Regions from separate parts of the Ovis aries genome. Here region 2 is linked to region 1. Evidence: chromatin contacts called from public Hi-C data. All regions are on one chromosome and are shown on one strand. Each heading gives the region's core, a stretch centred on a gene start, on an enhancer-like site or on the middle of the called end of the contact. The rest is flanking DNA. Distances are from core to core; before and after follow the strand shown. Region 1 holds the start of PTPRF (protein tyrosine phosphatase receptor type F). Region 2 overlaps KDM4A (lysine demethylase 4A).

Region 1 (4,631 bases), core at 718-3,217:
CAAACACAGAATTTCCTGAGATTTTTCTGACAGAACCTTGCTCTGGATCCCACTGGATGCCATATGCCTCTCAAAGGATCCCTCAGCAGATCTCCTGCCTTTTCGGTGGATCCTTCACCACTGAGGATCCCCCTGGAAGCACCAGCCCTGGATCTTTTTCCAGGCCTCTCACCCCAATGCACTCCTCTGGATTCTCTGCTCAGATCCCACACCAGGTCACTCTGGGAGCCCAAGGGGAGTCTTCATCACCAACACTTCCGCAGTCCAGACTCCCAGGCCTGCCCCCCCCCACCCCCGTCCGGGGCCCCCAGGGGAATCCAGAGGACCCTACCCCCCACTCCTGCCAGCAGCCTCCTTTCCATTTCACAGCTCAGACAGGTACCCGGCACCCACCCATCAACCAGTTCCAACTTGGGGGCCCTGCACTGGGGGGTGGGGGGTGTTGAAAAGAGGAGAAAAACTAGCCCCTCCCCCACCCTAGGGTGGAAGAACCAGAGGGGCAGCATTCCAGAGGAACGAGGAGGAGGTCTGGGTCTCTGCAAAGGGGCAGCAGAGATTCCAGTCCGTGGGAGACAGAGACACCAAGAGACCCGACAGAGACCCGGGAAGGGAGACCCAGAGATGGGGGAGGGAGCAGAGAGACCTGGGAGGAGAGAGCAGAAAGCCGGGAAGAGCACAGAGAGACCCAAGAGAAGGAACACAGAGACCCGGCAAGGAGCACAGAGAGCCGGGAGAAAGAGCACAGAGAGCCAGCGAGAGAGCAGGGGAGACCCGGAGGGAGTCGCAGACAGCAGAGAGACCCCGGGATTGCTTGGGGGGTGGAGTGGGTTGAAAGTGGGAGGCCGCGACACGGGGAGACAGAGATACAGAGGCTTTGAAGGGCGTAGAGAGACGGAAACACGGAGGGAAAAGGAGAAATAAGCCGAGACAGGATCGTGGGCACAGCGATGAGGACCGGGGCACACCAACACGGGACGGGACGCCGGGCGGCGACTGAGTGAACTTTCCGGAGCGGGTCCGAGTGGACACGTCCTCACGGGACAGGTCGTCCCAGGGCCTTTGGGTCACTGCACCCGGGGAGGGGCGGGTACAGCCCGGCCCAGCGCCTCCCCAGCCGGCGCCGGCGACTTGGGTGCGGGGGCTGGGGAGGTGGGGGTTTCCAAACTCGCGCCCCGCGCACCCCGGGACGGCACGTGCGCCCGGGCCGCGAGCAAGACGGGGGCGCGGCGGCTGCGGATCCCCCGCCGGCTGGGAGGGGGCGCCTGTGCGGCGGGGGCGGGGGCGCGGCCTGGACCCGCCCGGAGCTGGGGAGGCGGTGGGAGGCTGAGGGCCGCCCCCGGAGCGTGTCCGCGCCGGTGGTGGGGGCAGACGAGGTGGGACCCAGGAGGGGGAGCCCCAACGCAAAAGGGAAACTTTGCGCTGGGCGGGGGGGAGGGGGGCGGCGCGGGCTGCGGCTCAGGTGCGGCGGGAGGGAGGGGGCGAGGCGGAGAAAGGGGAAGGCGCCGAGGGGCGGCAAGGAGCTAGCCAGCCGGCGGCAGGGCGATGGGGGGGGGGGGTCCGTCTGCCGCGGGGTAACGCGGGGAGGAGCCGCCGGGCTTGGTGGGGGCGCTTAGCCGAGGCGGCGGGCGCGGCAGGTGGGGGCGCGGCCCGGCCTAAGCGGCGCCCCCAGCCCCCCGGGACCGCCCCCAGCTCCGCTCTGCGAACGCGGGGAGAGGGCGGGGGAGTGGAGAAGGGACCGATGCGGAGGGAACTGGAAGGGGGCCCGGGGGTCACTCACCGCCTATCCAGGGGCCGTCGGTCCGCATGTCCCCCCAAGCCTCTGGGGCCGCTGCTCCCGCTCCTCTTCTGCCGCCGCCGCCGCCGCCACCGGATCCCACTCCCGCCACCGCCACCCGAGCTGGAGCCGGAGCCGGAGCTGGAGCCGCCGCCTCTGCCGCCGCCGCCACCGATTCCGCCGCTCCCGCGCCAGCTCCAGCCGCGTGCCCGCGCCCACGCCCGCGCCCCTGCCCCTGCCGTGCGCGTCCCCGGCGCCGCCCCTCCCCTCGTGCACTCTCGCTCGTAGAGCTGCTGAGCCGCGTAGGCCCGAGGCCGCAACCCAACCCCGCGTGTAAACCGACCCGGACCCCAGTACAGAACCGGAACCCCCATAATAAGCATGGGCAGACCCAAACTTCCATACGAAGTCCGGATCCTACTAGAGGCTTCCAATCCAAATGTGAACCTGATATTACTCTAGGACCCCATTTTCTCTCCGTAGAGATCTGAACCTGCTATTGAGCCCAGACCCACCCCAACTCAACAGTAAGTCCAAACCCCCAAATCTGCCGTGAAGTTGGCTCGAGTAGTAATTTTAATCTGAACCCCTTTATTAAACTGAAATTCCAATTCTTAGGCTAAAATCCCTTTATCACCTCTTCTTTGATCGTGACCCCAGCATCAACCCTGGTCCTTAAATGGACCCCAGTACCAATGCTGAGCCCCAGTCCCTGTGTGAACCTTAAAATACGATAGCTACTTTGCTATGGTAGCTACCCAGCACTTTTTTGTGAACCCCAAGCCTTTCCATAAAACTCTAATACTGCAGTCCCAGACCCAGGTCAATACCAACACACTTTGTGAACTAGGATTGAGTCCCTGGAAAAGGACCCTAATACAAATACTGACCTCAGACCTTGTCCATTTGAGGGCCCATTTAAGACCCTAACTTGACTCACCTCTAGTGGTAATCTTGGAACCTAAGATTTATGAGACTGGCCTTGTAGAAGCTCCACACAAATCCACTGCAGCCCCATACTCACTCTCTACTCTTCTGACCCTATATCAACCCCAGCCTGAGGCTGGCCAGCACCCCAAAATCAGCAATGCCAACTGTGGACCTGAGTCAGGTCCTGAATTGGCCCTTAGTTCAGCACTTGATAGTGTCCTCCAAGCCTGATATAAACCTCAGTATTGAATTTCTGACTCCTCATATCAAACTTAAATGCTGACCCTATAAATCTCTGGCTAAACCAATAACTTACCAACAGATTTACTAGAGGTTCTAACTCATAGGAACTTGGTGAGCTCCAAACCAAGAGCCACACCTTGGCACCAAAGCCTCTGATCTCAGACCTACCGTGCAGTCCATATCACATCAGCCCTCTCCTCATGAAACTGCCACCCTCATGAAACATGGGGAGCCTACCTCGACTGCCTATGTCAGATGAGGACCCCTATGGGTTCTCTGATCTGTGGGGTCTCTGTGATATCTCTGTGAGTCTGGGGGTCAGGTGAGAGAGAAAGTCTGGAGATTGTTGAAGCACCTAGATTCTAGGAGCACAGTGTAATGTACAGGGCAGAGGTAGAGGTGAGGGGTCTGGGGCTGTGAGCTGAGTGGAGTTCTGGTTACCACCTAATTCACTTGCCTGCTTTTTGCCCAGGACTTGAATTTAGAAGCGGTGTGTGTGCGCCCCCTCGTGTGTGAGAAGGGGATGGGAGTGATTCTGGGCAAACAATCAGATCCAGATTCCAGATGACAAACGGATCAAAAATGAACATTCCTAGTCTGTGGTTTTTTATTCACTGATAATTTTGGTGTCCTGTGGAGGAGGTATTGCAAGTTTTGTGCATCTTTAGACATTTTGGCCTGTTTTTCAGAAGTGGAGTGAGTTTAGGCTTCGGGGGAGGGTTTCTTCTAAATTTAAAAAGGTATACTTTCTGGCCAGTGATGCCTGCTCCTTGCTGACTCCTGAAAACAGTTCTTCTTCTTGGCTTCAGTGGCCTATATTCCTTCCCTGATTGCCATTTCTCAGTCTCTTTTTTACCATCTCCTTTTCCTCCCAGGATCTGTCTACACTGTCCCTTCTTGCTTTCTGCCCATGGACTGTCTCCACCACCACCAACCAAATGCTGATGACTTCCAAATCTGTCTCCCTGGTATGGGTCTCCTGGACAAGAATACTGGAGTGGGTTGCCATTCCCTTCTCTAGGGGATCTTTCCAACCCAGGACTCAAACCCAGAGATCCTGCATTGCAGGCAGGTTCTTTATTGTCTGAGCCACCAGGGAAGCAATGTTCTGAGTGCGGGACCCGTATTTCCAAGAGTCTTCTCTAGACCACTCCCCAGTTGGTCAGGGAAACTGAATGCACTGTCTCTCCCACCCCGGATCTGCCAGCCCCCAGCAGTCCCATCTCAGGCAGCAGCACCTCATTCAATCAGTTGCTGGGCCAGAAACAGGGCATCTTCCCTCCTGCACCTTCATCTAATGCAACCTGTAAAATCTGAAATATAGAAAGGGGCTAGAGATCATCCCAAGGGAGGTGAGTGGGAGTGGGGGATGGAGAGAGAATGAGGGGGAGGGGGGGAGATGGGAAAGAGACAGAGATAGAGTGCTTTTGACTTTGGGGCTTCAGTTCACACAGAAATCTCTCACACATAGTCATAGAAAACACCTCTGAAGACTTACTCTGTGGGACTTCCCTGTAGTTTGGTGACTAGGACTTTGAACTCCCAATACAGGGGGCCTAGGTTCAAGCCCTGGGAACCTAGGGCTCTAGGTTCCTCTAGTCTGGGAACTAGATCCCACATGCCACAATTGAAGATCCCATGGGCCTAAACTGAAAAGATGCTGCATGCCGCAACTGAGACTCAG
Region 2 (4,631 bases), core at 581-3,080, 130 kb before region 1:
GGCCTCGACGACGAGCTCCTTGGAAGGTACCGTCCTAGCCCAGGGCAGGCACACAGACCACTACAGAGTAAAGCGAAGAGGTCAAGCAGCCGAGACATATCAGTGACTCTGCAGTAGTTCAAAGACGCCAGCACATCAAGGGGGGAGGTGGTAGAGATGGCAGGTGACTAGCGGAGAAAAGGTGTTCAGGCTGCAGCGGAGAGACCTACACACAAGCAAAAAGGAACCAGAAAGACACATAGTGGTTTGGGAGCAGGGGTCACACAGAGAGCCGTGTTAAGAGAGAAGCCTCCTCTCCCAGCATGTTTCCATGGGAGGATTCCTGGCTTTGGCTTCACTGGGATCTGCCTCTTACAGAGGGAACGCACTGCTGCCTCTGTGTACAACACGCAGAAAGACACAAGACTGGGAGACACTCTGTTCCCGTGAGGGGACCCTGAGCGGTCCAGGGCTGCCTGTGACCAGACGGGTCATCTCTCTAACTGAGGGTAAACAAGCAGCAGGGCTACTTGGCCACGGGTCAGAAACCACTCTCCTCAACCATTTTAACTGGTGACAAAGTGACATTCTGAGCTCCATATGCCCACGTCCTGTATCCACAATTTTACGGGTTCCTAATTTGGGAGAGGAAAAAAAAAAGGCTGTTATTTATTTACTGCCCTGCTACCACCTAAGAAAAAAAACCAACCTTAGAAAAAACTTGACACCACGTAAGATTAATAACATATAATTAATAACTATATATATTAATATATGGCCTCAATACTATAGAGTATTTACTCTCTAGTACGTCCTTGCTATTGTCAGCAGCTTCTGTGGTTGCACACATCAGGAGGACAGTGCCCAAGGACGGTGTGGCCTGCACAGACAGCAAGATGCAGAGCACACAGAACTTTGTGAAATGATGACTGGGACGCTGCCACGAGGAACAGAAGGGACTCTGCTTTCCAAGTGGAAGAGCCCTCGCTTGTAGAAGTGACCACAGGAGGGCAGGGAATGGGGGTCAGAGGCGACGGGAAAGCAGGGAAGGAGACACTGGGGTCACTGGCTCACCAGACTGCACCACGCATGAGAGGGAAGGAGGGACTCCACATGGAGAAACAGCATCTACAGAAACTGAGCCTGAGATGCAGAAAAAACAGAAAGAAAGATCATACGGGTGTTAAAGACAAGCAGCAAACTAACCACAGAAAGGCACTGCTGAGAAACTAGGAGAATCTGAATAAGGACAAAGCATGAGTACTTCAGGCAAAGAAAAGATAAAGCCAGCACGTCAAATGTTAATACACAGAGATAACGCACGCACACCGGGATAATGCGTGCACACAGCGGTCTCGTGACAGTATTCTGTTTGTGTATACTTTAACAATGCTTTGGCTGAGTTGCTCTGCTGTCCAGCTGAAACTATCACAAGACTGTTATTCGGCTATACTCCAAAACAAAATGAAAAGTTTTTTTAAAAAGCAAATAAAAACTTTTAAAAGACAAATTTTCCAAAGGTGAAGGGAACAGGGAATCAAGGAGAGCCTCTCTGTGCTCACTCCTACAATCTGCCAGTGGCCCCACCTCAACCCTCAGCCCAGCTGCAACTTCACCACAGGCTGTGAGGCTGGAGAGAGAGGTCACCTGGGCAGGCCTGAGTTGGGCTATACCCAATGCGGCCCTGCTGGACCCTACGTAGACTCACCAAGCGCCTTTCTACACAGAACAAACAGAAAACATAGCTTCTGGCAACAGCGTGTTCTGGGAAGAAGCCTGAGCAAACATGTCCTTGTTGACGGCTCTGGGATTCATCCTGGTCTCCAAAAGGATGCTGTCAGCAGTGTCGTACCCGGAGGGGGAGGATGAACATGGGGCGTGGCCGGAAAACTCCCAGGGCAGCCCAGGGCAAGAGAGGCCACGTCATTCCAACCCTCAAACGCCAGGCTGCAAACACTGCTGCTCTAACCCTGTGCCCCTAAGGCCAGGAGGGTCAGAGCATGTGCCCCGCTCAACTGAAGATCCACTGAGGGTGGCCAGGGAAGCCACAAAGCCATTCTTTGGAGCAATAGTCACATAGAGATAACAGGGAAAAAAAAAAAACCCTCCCAGCAAAAAATAAGCTAAAGTGACCCAATGCCACCTGGCTTTTGCTTGATACAACTGCAGGCTGGAGGTCCATCCTGAGGGTCTCCTCCTGCCATTTGGGACCCTACAGGAGCCCCCCCCCCCTTCGGCCCACCCCAGCACCCATACCTCGGCCAGTTCCCTCTCACTGATGCTCCGGGTGGCGCCCCCTTTCTTTCTGGCACACGGCTCTCCCGAGGGGACCCTGCCGTCCCCTTTGGCATAGCTGTGCACAGTGAGGACTCCTGTCTGCCCTTGGGCTCGGCAGGACAGAGGCTCGCTGGTTTCAGAATCGGAAGAAACAGAATCCTGTGAAGAACCGGAGCCCAGGCTGGAAGACGATTTCTTTTTGGAGCCTGAGAAGACGAGGCGTCCCCCGAGAGAAGCTGGGTTCACAGAAAGGTCCAAGGCAGCCGATTCATGCTCCTCTTCCTCGTCCTCGTCCTCCTCTTCCAGCTTGACGTTTTTAAGCTCTTCAAATTTGACTTCGGTGGAGTCAGAATAATCTGAAACACACAAGACACGCTGGATGGAGCCCACTCCCTCCTGCACATCTCAACCCTGAGAGAGGGACACAGACCGAAGAACGTGGGCGCCGAGGAAGGCCTGGTTTCCAACTCTTTGGCCCCACCATAACGGGGGTCCCTGTGCGATCTGGGGCAAGCTGCTTGGCCTCTCTGGGCCTCCGGTTTCCTGTTCTGTGATGTGAAGATGCTACCACCTCCCACCAGGATTCTTAAATAAGACTGCGACATATGAGGTGGGAGCACAGCCTGGCACACAGCACACGGCAGCTGTCCCTTCCCCAGAAGTCCCCTCAGGTCAGCGGAGACCCAGCGAGCCAGGCCAGAAGTCTGCTTCACGGAAGAAGCTGGGCCCGCAGTGCCAATGGCTCCCAGCACACACCCAGAGGAATCCTGTCCACGCAGAGGTCCCCCAAGCGGGGCCTGACCCGAGGCTGAAACCAGCTCCTTCCAAATAAATCTACCCTCGATAACCATCCGTGGGAAGGCTTTCAAACACGGTGCTGGACCACGCCATCCCTTCCTGAAACACCAACCGCCCCTCGGGCCCCCAGTGAGCAAGCTCTCAGAAGGCAGGCAGGCGGTCCCCACGCTGTTTCATCCAACATCTCAAGGCGCAGCTCCTGTGGCACACCTGTCTCCTACCCTTCCCACCCCCTGCTCAAATCTCAGGGTACCACGGCCAGCTCCCTGAACAGCTGTGGGCCTTCCCCCACGTCCCTCCGTGACCCTGAGTGTCCCCGCCCAAAGTGCTTCCCACACTCCGGTCACCACCTGCTCACAGGCCCACCTCCCTCACGTCATGCCTGCGACCCTGCAGTGACCTGGCGTCCAACGGTTAGGGCTGTGGGGGAAAAAAATACCACGACCAACTCACCTGGGAAGGTGAGGCCGTCCTCGACTTGGCGCACGGAGCTGTGGGTGGGCCTCACGGGAGCGAGGGCAGCCTGGCACTCTGCCATGTCGTACTGTCCAGAGCCCAGCTCCTCCTTGGGGAAGAGCTCACTCTGACTCACCTCCTGCGGGATTTCAAGACAAACGCGGTGCCTCTTTGTCCCGATCCGGTGCTTGGCCAGGCTGCAAGGAGGAGTGCACACTTTTTAAGAGCCAGTGTCTATATCTGCTTACATAAGCACATCCCCACGCAACCTGACAGGAACCGCCAGAGCCTGCTTCACACTTGAGAGCCGCCCAAGACCAGGGACCTCACAGCCCCGAGCCTGTTCGATCAAGTGCAATCAGGGATGTCACTGCCCCGCCTCACAGAGCTGACGTGAGGCTCGGGAAAAGCTGTGCTGAGCACGCGCAGAACGCCTGCGTGCGGCAGGTACCCCATGAACGTTCCTCCTGTCTTCCCCACACAGCCCCGGCTGGAGAGCTGCTGAGGACAGGCCCTGTGGCTGAGACGCTGACGACACTGCCCCTTGCCCTCACCAGCCTCATTCCCTGTACCACGCTCTCCTTTAGAAAAAGCCCTCAGGCGGCAGCAAGAAGGGGGGCTTCTCTGGCTCTGAGGGAGCCATGCCCCCACAGACATGTGAGCCTCCCTCCAGGTGACTATGGCCCAAGGAGAGGTGCCATCACTTCTGCGTGCAGCTGTGAGGAAGGGTCTGAACACCTGAGGATTCTGGAGCCTGCAACATGAAGAACCTTCCCTCAGCTGTGCTCAAACACCCTGCTCAGAAGCAGCCCCTCAGCAGGTGACGGGACCTACCAGACGGTCCCCTACTCCACCCCACCCCACCCAGGCAGCTGGGCCCAAGGGCTACGGGGTTACCTCCTCCTCAGGTCGCCCTCCTCTCCATCCTCCAGCCCCTCTGTCTCCTCCTCTGGGCAATCCTCCTCCTTCTGGGCTCTCGGGACCAGTTCACTCTCCTTAAGAAACTCAGCCGCTTCTGGCGTGGGCAGAGTGTGGTCGATGATGGTGCTGTCCTTCCCAGCTTTCCAGAGCTTGTACCTTTCTGGCTGGAACTTCCTCACAAACACGTCCATGGAGATCTT

Evidence for each region. A called contact is a pair of places that touch in the nucleus more often than the background predicts.
Region 2: a Hi-C map of liver shows a contact between it and region 1, with 4 times the contacts expected there. The contact joins the enhancer-like site here to the promoter of PTPRF in region 1. A contact is called at or near these places in 2 of 16 Hi-C or Micro-C datasets (liver and mixed tissues).

What each region holds. Positions count from the first base shown.
Region 1 is chr1:18,192,153-18,196,783 of ARS-UI_Ramb_v3.0, reverse strand. It overlaps PTPRF (protein tyrosine phosphatase receptor type F), which reads right to left and starts at 1,967. Exons shown (of 34, transcript XM_042247044.1): 1 at 1,778-1,967.
Region 2 is chr1:18,317,095-18,321,725 of ARS-UI_Ramb_v3.0, reverse strand. KDM4A (lysine demethylase 4A) reads right to left here. Exons shown (of 21, transcript XM_060400739.1): 9 at 4,408-4,631; 10 at 3,508-3,707; 11 at 2,236-2,612. Among named protein-coding and RNA genes, the nearest start is that of KDM4A, 14 kb to the right of the region's middle. Within about 2 kb of position 1,830, at least 2 of the 54 cell types and tissues checked have an H3K27ac peak or open chromatin away from gene starts, as enhancers often do. A contact at or near this core is called in liver, where this site is marked.